Regions from separate parts of the Oryctolagus cuniculus genome. Here region 2 is linked to region 1. Evidence: chromatin contacts called from public Micro-C data. All regions are on one chromosome and are shown on one strand. Each heading gives the region's core, a stretch centred on a gene start, on an enhancer-like site or on the middle of the called end of the contact. The rest is flanking DNA. Distances are from core to core; before and after follow the strand shown.

Region 1 (5,439 bases), core at 2,107-4,606:
CTTAAACACACACACACACACAGCAACCTGTTCTTGCTTTCCCCAACCTGAACAATGACTTCTCCGTCTCCTTAGCCGGCTGTTTCTTCTCTGTTTCTCTTCTTGATGATGGCGTCATCAAGTATAAGCAGGACTCTGTTTATACTTTCTAAGAGATCTTACACTCTATTCATAACTTTAAAACTGGGGCCAGCACTGTGTCGTAGCGGGTAAAGCCGCCGCCTGCAGTGCCGGCATCCCATATTGGCGCCGGTTCGAGACCTGGCTGTTCCACTTCCAGTACAGCTCTCTGCTATGGCCTGGGAAAGCAGTGGAGGATGGCCCAAGTCATTGGGCCTCTGCACTCACGTAGGGGACCCAGAAGAAACTCCTGGCTCCTGGCTTCGGGTCGATGCAGCTCCAGCTGTTGCGGCCAATTGGGGAGTGTACCAGTGGATGGAAGACCTCTCTCTTTCTCTCTGCCTTCCCTTCTCTCTGTGTGTAACTCTGACTTTCAGATAAATAAATAAATCTTTTTAAAAAGTCATCTACATGCTGAGGGATCCCAATTTTTATCTGCAGTCCCAACATCACTGAACTCCAACTGTCTACTTGATGTCTCCACTTGGATACCTAATGGACAGTTCAAATTTCTTGTGGCCAAATTGGAATTCTTGATTCTCCCACATAGCTGTTATTTTCTTGTTCTTCCCCAAGGTATCAGTGGGACCACGTTCTCTCTGATGGTGCTGGGAGAAATCTCCTCCAGCCTGTCTCCTAGACCTAGTGCTGGTGCTGCATTTCTTCACATCAGCCTCTGTGCACATCTGTCCCTGTGTCCAGATGGCACCTTTTAAAAGTTTGGGACCCATTCTGATAACCTCAGTAATCTGATCACCTGCAAAGCACCCCCCCACCCAATTTCGGGGGTTAGGACTTCATCGTCTTTGAAGAGGATACAGCAGAACCTGAAAATCTGAAAAGATCTTATTTATGTGCTTACTGTCAAATCGTCTCCTCTAGGCTATAAAACATTAAGTCGTTCACTGATGTGGCCCCCGACCTGGAACAGCAGCTGACACGGAGCAGGTCTGCTGCATCTGCTGGAGCAGTGAGTTAAGACGTGCTGTGGATTATCCGCACTCCTCCACCGTCACGTGCTCCCCGGGTGTGCCAGCGTCCGCTCTGTGCAGCACGAGGATTAGCCGACTTCACCAGCACACTGCTAGAGCTGATATACACATATACACTCTCCCGCTCTGCTCTCATTCTGTGAAAGAGAAAACAAGGCACTGAGCGGTTGTATAACTTGGGCAAGGCCATGGGTGGTGAATGGCAAAGATCTGTTTAAAACCCAAGCAGTCTAGATTCGCAGACCCTGGACCCGCTACAAGCACCGCCTCTCTGGGAGCCCATTACCTCGCTGTGCCTTTCTGAGGCGGCAAGCGGGAAGAATGGGAGACCACCAAGAGGCCTAGGTGAGAACTCTCCGGGCGTGATTCCACTCACCTCCTCTAGAGGGAGTCTCAGGCCGCAGGATCCAAGAGGAAGGCGCTCTCTAACAAGCAGTACCAGGAGATGGATCTGGTTCCACGCACGTAAGGGGATCACATACATCCCAGACAACAGGATGGGTAGGCATTTGGTGTGGCAGTTAAGACGCTGCTCGGGACACCCCCATCCCTATCAGAGTACCCGAGTCAAGTCCTGGGGACTCTGGGCTTCCAATCCAGCTTTCCACCAGTGCACACCCTGAGAGGCGGCAGGTGACGGCTCAAGTACTTGGGTCCCTGCCACCCACATGGGAGACCTGGGTTGAGTTCTGAGTCCCTGACTTCGGCCTGGTCCAGGCCTGGCTGTTGTGAGCATTTGGGGAACAAACCAGGACGTGGAAGATCTCTCTCTGTCATTCTAAATATATAAATAAATAAGCGAACATTTCAGGGCCTGGCATTGTGGCACAGTGGGTTAAGCCACTGCTTGCTACACTCATCCCACATCGGAGTGCAAGCTTGAATCCTGGCTGCCCTCCTGATTCAGCTTCCTGCTAATGCACCCAGGGAGCAGCAGATGATGGCCGAGTGCTTGGGCCTGTACAGGAGCCCCAGAAGGAGCTGCAGCATCCTGGCACTGCTCTGGCTCAGCCCTGGCTTTTGCAGCTATTTGAGAAGGAAACGATATGTGAAAGACCTCTCTCTGTCCCTCCCACCCTCCCCTCGTCTCTCTTTCAAATAAATAAATCTTTAAAAAACATACAATATTGGGGCCGGCACTGTGGCATAGTGGGTAAAGCTGCTGCCTGCGGTGCCAGCATCCCATATGGGCACCAGTTCGAGTCCCAGCTGCTCCACTTCTGATCCAACTCTGTGCTATGGCCTGGGAAAGCAGTAGAGGATGGCCCAAGTCCTTGGGCCCCTGCACCCGTGTGGGAGACCTGGAAGAAGCTCCTGGTTCCTGGCTTTGGAGCGGCATAGCTCCAGCCATTGCAGCCAATTGGGGAATGAACCAGAGGATGGAAGACCTCTCTCTGCCTCTCCTTCTCTCTGTGTAACTCTGACTTTCAAATAAATAAATCTTTTTTTTAAAAAAAAAGATAAAATAATGGGCCAGTGTTGTGGTGCCGTGGGTTAAGCCACACCTGTGATGCCGGCATCCCCTATAGGCACCAGTTCAAGCACAGACGACTCCACTTCCAATCCAGTTCCCCTTCCCCCTCCCCATTCCCCTCCCCCTCCCCCTGAATTTACCAGAGAAAGCTTTGGAAGGTGGCTCAAGTGCTTGGGCCCCTCCCACCCACAGGGGAGACCCAGGAGGAGTTCCAGGCTCTCTGCTTCAGCCTGGCCATTGTGGCCATTTGGGGAGTGAACCAGAGTTCTCTGTAACTCTGCCTTTCCCAAAACAAATCATTAAAATAAAAATGATATGATAAGTGAAAGAAGCCAGACACAAAATACTGCCTATTGTATGATTTCATTGCAATGAATGTTTGGAAAAGGCAAATTTATCGAGACAGTAAATTAGTAGAGGCCCCCTTTCGGGGCTGGAAATGAGAACTAACCATAGAGAGGTGCATGCGTGACAGAAAATGTTCTAAAAGTTATGTTGACTGCAAAACCAAAAGTCATAGAACTGCACACTTAAAAGGGGTGAATCTCCTGGTATACAGATTATACTTCAATAAAGTTGTGAAATGCCTCTGCTGGGGCCGGCGTGTGGCGCAGCGGCTTACGCCTCAGGCTGCAAGGCCGGCACCCTCACTGTCCCGACATTGGGGACTGCCCTTCAGCACACGCGGCCAGGCCGCCTGCCGTTCCCCGCTCAGCCGCTGGGGGGCCGCACACCGCAGCCCACGGACCAGGACTGGCGGCGGTTGTCGTGACGTCACGTCCGGTCACGGGCGGAAGTCCTCCGCCGGCGGACCGGGAAGTAGCTAAAGTTTGGGCGATGGCGATTCTGGAGGCCTCGTTCCGAGGCCGACCGGAGGATACGGTGCCCCCGCGATAGACCGAACCTGAGTGGCCGGCTCTAGGGCCCCGAGGTGAAGAGCGTTGGGGACTGAACTGGTACCTTACAAGGGGACCTTGGAACCGTGATGGTCCCTGTTACAGCCCCTTCCCTGACCCTGGGTTCTAACTGGCTTTGCCTGGGCTGCCCCGGAAGCAGGTCCGCCTGGTATCGTACCGCTCCTAGAGGGCTCGGAGCGGACCAGAGTTTTCCCCCGTCACCACCACCAAGGCAGGTAGTAGCCCCGGGCCGGAGGTTAGGGGTGCCGGTTCTGCCTAACGTCGCCTCGTCTCCACCGCCGCAGGGATGGAGGGGTCCAAGACGCCCAGCAGCACCATGCAGGTGAGCTTCGTGTGCCAGCGCTGCAGCCAGCCCCTCAAGCTGGACACGAGCTTCAAGATCCTGGACCGGGTCACCATCCAGGAGCTCACAGGTCAGCGAGATCCCTGCAAAGAGGGTGGCCAAGAACGTGGCAAGTGGGCAGCTTGGAAGCTGTAGGTCTTGTGGTGGCTGTCGGTGGGATCTGTCAGGCTCGCCAGGTGAACCTGGGAAGCTCGCTGCATTTCTCCCGCTCCCTGTTTGCTCGCTGCGAACGTCAAGGAATTCTGACATTGTGCTTCGCAGAGCTTTCTGTAGCAAAGCCAATTTCTATTTTTCTGCTCCTGCTGTGTGGAAGGAAGGGGATGAGCACACACACACGTGCATATGTGTGTGTGCGTGTGTGTGTTACAATAAGCAGCATTTGTTGACTGTCCAAGTGCCTTCCCCCTCCCTATACAGTCCTAGCATCATCACATCATTTTACAGATGAGAATCGAGACTCAGAGAGGTTAAGTAACTTACCCGAGGCCCCGCAGCTGAGTGGAGGAGCAGAGTTTGAGTCCCAGGAAGTGGGGTGAGGTTCAAGAAGAAGACAGAAGGGCAGCTTGAGTAAGCTTTGGGTCTGGAGTCAGCCTGTTTGAGGTGTTTTTTTTTTTTTTTTTTTTTTTTTTTTTAAGATTTTATTATATGTATTTGGAAGGCAGAGTTACACAGAGAGATATCTTCCATCCATTGGTTCACTCCACAGATGACCCCTAGGAACGCCAGGCTGACGCCGGGAACTCCATCCCAGTTTCCCTAGTGGGTGGCAGGGGATCACTGGGGCCATTTTCTGCTGCTTTCCCAGGTGCGTCAGCAGGGAGCGGGATTGTGAGCAGAGCAGCTGGGACCCGAGCCAGCACCCATATGGGATGCCAGCATCACACTTAACTTGGTGCGTCACCCGCGGGCCCCAGCCTGCTCGAGTTTCAATCCTGGCTGTCATTTACGTGAACAACTGTATGCAAAGGGCTTGCCCTCTCTGAGCCTTGGTTTCTCGGCTTCTCTATCTGTAAAAAGTAAAGGTGCTTCATAAGGTAGTTGTCAGGGTCAGTATGACAGAACATGTAACCAGGAGGAAGCTTGCAGGCAGCGCGCAGTAAGCGTTCACTGTTTTATTGCTTGCGTCCTCTTTTTTGAGGGGCATTAACTGTTTACTACAGATTTTCAACTTTTTATGATGGAAGATTTTCAAACACGCTTCATGCAGTCAGGAGAACAGCAGTGCTCTCTGTTGTATCCATCACCTGGCTTCAGCAATTAGCAATACCTGCCCTTCTTATGTTTTCTGTACCTGCCTCTGGCTTCAGCAATTAGCCATACCTGCCCTTCTTATGTTTCCTATTCCTGCCTCATTTCACATCCCCCTCTCAATTACGGTTATCACACTTTTTTTTTCCTGAAGATTTATTTATTTATTTGAAAGTCAGAGTTACACAGAGAGAGGAGTGGTGGAGGGGGGGGGAGAGTCTTCCATCAGATGGTTCACTCCCCAATTGACCACAACGGCTGGAGCTGTGCTGATCTGGATCCGAAGCCAGGAGCTTCCTCTGGGTCTCCCACGCGAGTGCAGGGGTCCAAGGACTTGGGCCATCT
Region 2 (5,439 bases), core at 1,206-3,705, 170 kb after region 1:
ACCTGCAGATGGACGACCTCTCTCTCTCTACCTCTGCCTCTCTATAACTCTGCCTTTCAAATAAATCAATAAATTTTTAAAAGAGTTATTGATTTATTTGAAAGCATTACAGAAAGACAGAGAGATCTTCCATCCCCTGGTTCACTTCCCAGATGGTCGCAACAGCCAGGGTTGGACCTGGTGCTTCTTCCAGGTCTCCCACATGGGTAGCAGGGGCCCAAGCAGTTGGGCCACCATCTTCTGCTTTCCCAGGTACATTAGCAGGGAGCTGGATCAGAAGTGAGTGGAGCAGCCAGGACACGAACCAGCGCCCATATAGGAAGCCAGCATTGCAGGCAGCCGGTTTACCTGCAATGCTACAACACTGGCCCCATTAATTAGCGTCTTAATTGTGAGGTTAAAGCCTGCCTCCATTTCAAGATTCCCTAACTGGGGCTGATACCATTGCATGGCATGGTGGGCTAAGCCACCACTTGTGATACTAGCATCCATATGGGTGCCAGTTCGTGTTCTGGCTGCTCCATCTCTAAGCCAGCTCCCTGCTAACGCACCTGGGAAAGCACAAAAGATGGCCCAAGTACTTGTATGCCTGCACCCATGTGGGAGGCCCTGATGAAGCTCCTGGCTCCTGGCTTCAGCCTGGCCCAGCCCTGGCTGTTGCAACCAACTGGGGAGTGAACCAGCAGATGGAAGATATTTCTCTTTTCTCTCTCTGTAACTCTGCATTACAAACAAATTAATAATTTTTTTTAATAAAAATATCTATGTTGGTCTTTAATCTTGGGAAACCAACTGTCACAGTGTACCTAGAACTGAGGGAATTAGAGAATTTCAGTTTTAAAACCAAATCTAGGAGTGCCCTTGGGACTCAGGACTTTCCATGTTGCAACCGCGGTTACCCCATTGCGGTTACCCCATTAATAATTCGGTGAGGGATAGGAGGGAAGAACTGCCTTCCTCCAGCTTCTGTGGCCAGGCTAGCGTGAGAGAACGGAAGGGTGTTTCCCACTGGGTCCCCTGGGGGCTTCACCTAACTACCAGGGCCTGGGATGATCAGGCCCTAGGGAGTTAACTGAAAACTTCTGAATGACGGATTAGTAATCAGAATGTCGTGTGGCCAGCCCCCTTTCTGCTTAGAATACCTGTGCGGTAACTGGGAGGGAGTGAGCATTGGAGGGGGCATTACTGGGGGGTGCACTCTATGCTGGCTGGTAACTGACTCCACTGAGTAGGGAGCACTCATTTCTGGAAAGATCTAGAATGTTTGTGACTGGTGGAAACCACGGACGAGGCTTACCAGACTAACCCACGCGTTGGCCGGTGCCTGCTCGCCATGGCTCCTGACCCCGGTGTGTGCTGGTCACCTCTTGGCCTCATCTCATTCCTCTTTCCCGAGTTACAGGCCACAAGTTTCAGATTTGTTTACACAGCTCAATGTTTGGAGTTTGCCTCCTGCTGTAGATCTCCTGTCTTGTGCATGTTCCAGGATCCCAGGTCACACCCATTGGAATTTTCTGGGAATTTTACCTTTATTTTATTTTTACTTTTAAGGCCTATTTTTCATTTATTATTTTTTTAGAAAATTATTGAGTTCATTTGAAAGGCAGAGAGACAGAGAAACAGAGACATACACACACAGGTAGAGCGCCATCTGCTGGCTCACCTCTTACATGCCTGCAATAGCCAGAACCAGGCCAGGTTGAAGCCAGGAGCCCAGAAGTCAATCTCCAGGTCTCCCACCTGGATGGCGGGGACCCAGGAACTGGAGCCATCAACCCTGCCTCCCCCAGGGTGCACGTAGGCAGGAAGCTGGGGTTGGGAGCGGAGCCAGGACTCAAACCCAGGCTCTGTGATATGGGCTGCAGGTGTCCCAGGTAACTGTGGCTGGGCCACTGCCCACCCTGGAACATCCCCTCTATATGCTAACCTGCTCTTGCTGGTTTAGTCAGAAGAGGTGCCTGTCCCAGGCTTGGGCGTTCGCCCTCTCTCCAGCTTCCCCGTGGCAGCCCTGTCTCCGTGGGGATGGTGACTTCTGTGCTGTCTCAAACTACAGGGCCTGTTGCTCCCAGCACCACCTCCTGCCCTAATCCCAGAGACCTCCGTCCCTTTCCACCTGACCTGGCGCTGCCCTCTGGTCCCGCACTCCGGGGTTTACAGCGGGCCAAGAACAGGGAGGGGCTGTTCTGGCCTTGGGGGATGGGTGATCTGGAAATAGCCTTGGGGGAGGGGCCTGATCCCGAATCTGGCACTGAAGTGGCTGCCTGTCGCTGGGACTCAGGCAGGAAAAGGAGGCAGCCCTGCCGACCCAGGGTCTTGACTGCGGTACCGTCCAGGTCTCACTGTTCTACTCGGGACCACCTGGGGTGCCTGCCTGGGGCTCTGCGCTCTGTTGAACTGGATCCTGCCGAGGCGGGCCCTGGGATTGCTGTGGCCTGGAGGTGGTCCAGCTGGCTGCTCACACGCAGCAGCTCTGCTCCACTGGCTGGCCAGGACGCCCCGCTCAACACCAGCCACGCGAGCGGATGTCCCAAGTGATGAAAAGCTGGTCATCAGAGCGGGGCAGTGACGGGAGAGCTGTGAGGCAGGGCGGCCCTGAGAGGGTACCAGGTGCACACTGGCTGTCACAGATGCCCTCCTGGGAGGACCGGCAGCTGGTTAACTCTGACCCACCTGGCTCTCCCCAAGTCAGCCCCTGCCGCCCTGGCACTGACAGTGACAGGCTTGTGGCCTCCCTATCACTTCTCACGGGGCTGGGGGCCTCGCTCTGGCTGCCTGTTCTTGGCTCAGCAGTCCTGCAAGAGCCCCCTGTTCACTGGGGGCTGGCCTGGATGCACAGCTTTCTTAGAAATACATGCCCTCGGGGCCGGCGTTGTGGTGCAGTGCATTAAGCTGCTGCCCACAGTGCTGGCAAGCCCTCTGAGTGCTGGTCCAGATCCCTGCTGCTCTACTTCTGATCCAGCTCCCTGCTAATGTGCCCAGGGAGAGCAACGGATAATGGCCCAAATCCTTGGGTGCCTGCCACCCACAGGGAGACCCAGGTGGAATTTCCGACTCCTGGCTTAGGCCTGGCCCAGCCAGGATGTAGTGGTCATTGGGTGGTGAACCACTGGGTGGAAGATCTCTGTGTCTGTGTCTGTGTCACTCTGCTTTTAAGTAAGTAAACTTAATAAAATGAGTCAGTTAATTTTAAAAAGATAAATGGGCTCATGGGAGGCAGAGTACGTCCAGGCCAGTATGACCAAGGGCGCTTTCTGATGTAAAAGGGGAAAAATCACCACTTGCCCAGGTGCTCAGTGCTCCTCAGCTGTAGGAAGAATAGCAGAAATGTCCCTGGACCCTGCTTCACCTTCACACTAAACCCCGACAGGCCGGCTCCTCCTGACCCCACTGGGGCCTGGTGCCCCGACATCTGGAGTGTGGGTACAGGATGCCAGTTGCCCTGACCTGGGTGATGGGGACACTCCCCACCGCCGCTCCAGGTGCTGAACTCTCTGCACAGGGGTTCAAGGTTCCTACAGTCCCTGAACTCTGCAGTGGCTCCAAGAATCCTCAAAAATGGGACAATTCTACAGCAGCCTGCATCACAAAAGGCAGGAAAGTGCAATGGTTAGAGACACAGACACCACTCAATCAAACCAGGGTTTAAATCCAGCTCTGCCGTTGACTAGTTAGGTCACTTAGTAATCTGACCATTCCCAGCCTGTTTCCCTGCTTAGTTTTATAAGATTCTATTTATTATTTGAAAGGGTTATAGAGGAGAGGCAGAGAGAGAGAGAAAGAGAAAGAGAGGGAGAGGGAGAGGGAGAGGGAGAGGGAGAGGGAGAGGGAGAGGGAGAGGGAGAGGGAGAGGGAGAGGGAGAGGGAGGGAGGGAGGATTTTCCATCTGCCGGTTCGCTCCCCAATGGCCAGAACAGCTAGGGCTGGGCCAGGCTGAAACTAGGAACCAGGAGCTTCATCCAGGTCTCCCTGGTGGCAGGGGCCCAAACAGTTGGGGCAAATTTCTGCTGCTTCCCCGGGTGCATTAGCAGAGAGCTGGATTAGAAGTGGGGCAGCTGGGACTCAAACTGGCACCCATGTGATGCCAGTGCTGCAAGGCAGCGGCTTCACCTGCTAACTCAGAGCGCCAGCCCAGCCCCAGCCCACTCTGTTTCAGTGTTTTTTATTTATTTGAAAGGTAGAGTGGCAGGGAGAGAGCTCTCTCATCCACTGGCTTATTCTTCAAAGGCCATCAACAGCTTGGGCTGACCCAGGCTAAAGGAGCTTGAACTCCTGCGTCTCCCAGGTAGGTGGCAGGGACTCAAGTACTTGAGCCATCGCCTGCTGGCTCCTAGGACGCACGTTAGCAGGAAGCTGGATCATGAGCAGAGTAGCTGAACTGGACCCAGTCACTCGGATACAGGCTGTGGGCATTCCATGCAGAGGCTTAACTCACTGTGACACAGCACCCACCCACTTTGTCTATTATAAAGATTTAGTATTTGCTGCTTCATAGGGATGTCAAGAGGATTAAGCACAATAATGCACGCAGCACAGTGTATGTATGCTTGTTAGCTGTCACTACAACATTCACCTTTGGGGTCCCCAAGAGCCTAATGGGCCTCTGACGAGCCACTAGTCCACAGAGAACCTGCTTCACTCGACGAGCCTAAAGATTTAAGCCTCTGACTGTTTCTCTGCCGTCTTCCACCAGAAATGGGAGGAACTGGCCCTTTAAATAACCGGAGACCTGAGAACAGAATCATGGTGCCTTAGCTATGGAACCCATGCTTGCAGCACAGGCTTTGGACTTGGTCTCTAACTTGATGTTGTACCTGCAGCTGCCAGAAGGGGGGCTCTGTGGGACGGGCTCACCAGCACCGCCCTGCTGGCAAGAAGCTGACAGGCAATTGGTCTGAATTCACTGCTTGTCCTGGCCTACTGGTGGCGGTGCGATTGTGATGTGGGACCGTGAAACTGGTGGCATGTTCCCTGGCCACAGGGTAGTTCACTGGCCACGGTGAGGGGGGGCCGGGAACTGGGCCCCAGAGTGCACTGGACAGAGCACATGATCATTGCTCTGGGCCTTTTTGCCCTGGGAAGGAATGTCAGGGGTGTCACACCCCACCTGTGTTCTCCAAAACTAGGCAGGAAAAGGGGGCGGGGGCGGTGTGAGAGCTGAAGGTACCAGAAGTGGGAGAGGATGCTGTCAGAACAAAGGAGGAAGAACAGGTGCTCCCACCTTCCGCAGTTCTGAAGGCTTCAGGGAGACGAGCGACTTGATTGACAGCCAGTGCTTTATTAAAGATAAACAGTCTCAAAGAGCAGTAAATGCGTCCCCAGGCCAACAGAGGATACGTGTACGTGTGCAAGAGGAGGAGGTGTGTGTGTGAGGTCCCTGATCTGTGGGAAGGCGGGGCCTGGGCCAACCAGTAAGGCAGATGAGGGTCCGTGGCCCGGGGG

Evidence for each region. Hi-C and Micro-C count contacts between places; a contact is called where the count stands out from the background.
Region 2: a contact with region 1 is called in a Micro-C map of ear pinna, with 9 times the contacts expected there. The contact joins the enhancer-like site here to the promoter of BECN1 in region 1. A contact is called at or near these places in 2 of 6 Hi-C or Micro-C datasets (ear pinna and an unstated tissue).

The regions. Positions count from the first base shown.
Region 1 is chr17:20,090,613-20,096,051 of mOryCun1.1, forward strand. BECN1 (beclin 1) reads left to right here and starts at 3,357. Exons shown (of 12, transcript XM_070060660.1): 1 at 3,357-3,517; 2 at 3,788-3,916. The coding sequence starts at 3,790.
Region 2 is chr17:20,263,981-20,269,419 of mOryCun1.1, forward strand. It overlaps LOC100350846 (tubulin gamma-1 chain), which reads right to left. Exons shown (of 11, transcript XM_002719404.5): 11 at 5,256-5,439. Among named protein-coding and RNA genes, the nearest start is that of RETREG3, 8.9 kb to the right of the region's middle. Within about 2 kb of position 2,456, at least 2 of the 8 cell types and tissues checked have an H3K27ac peak or open chromatin away from gene starts, as enhancers often do.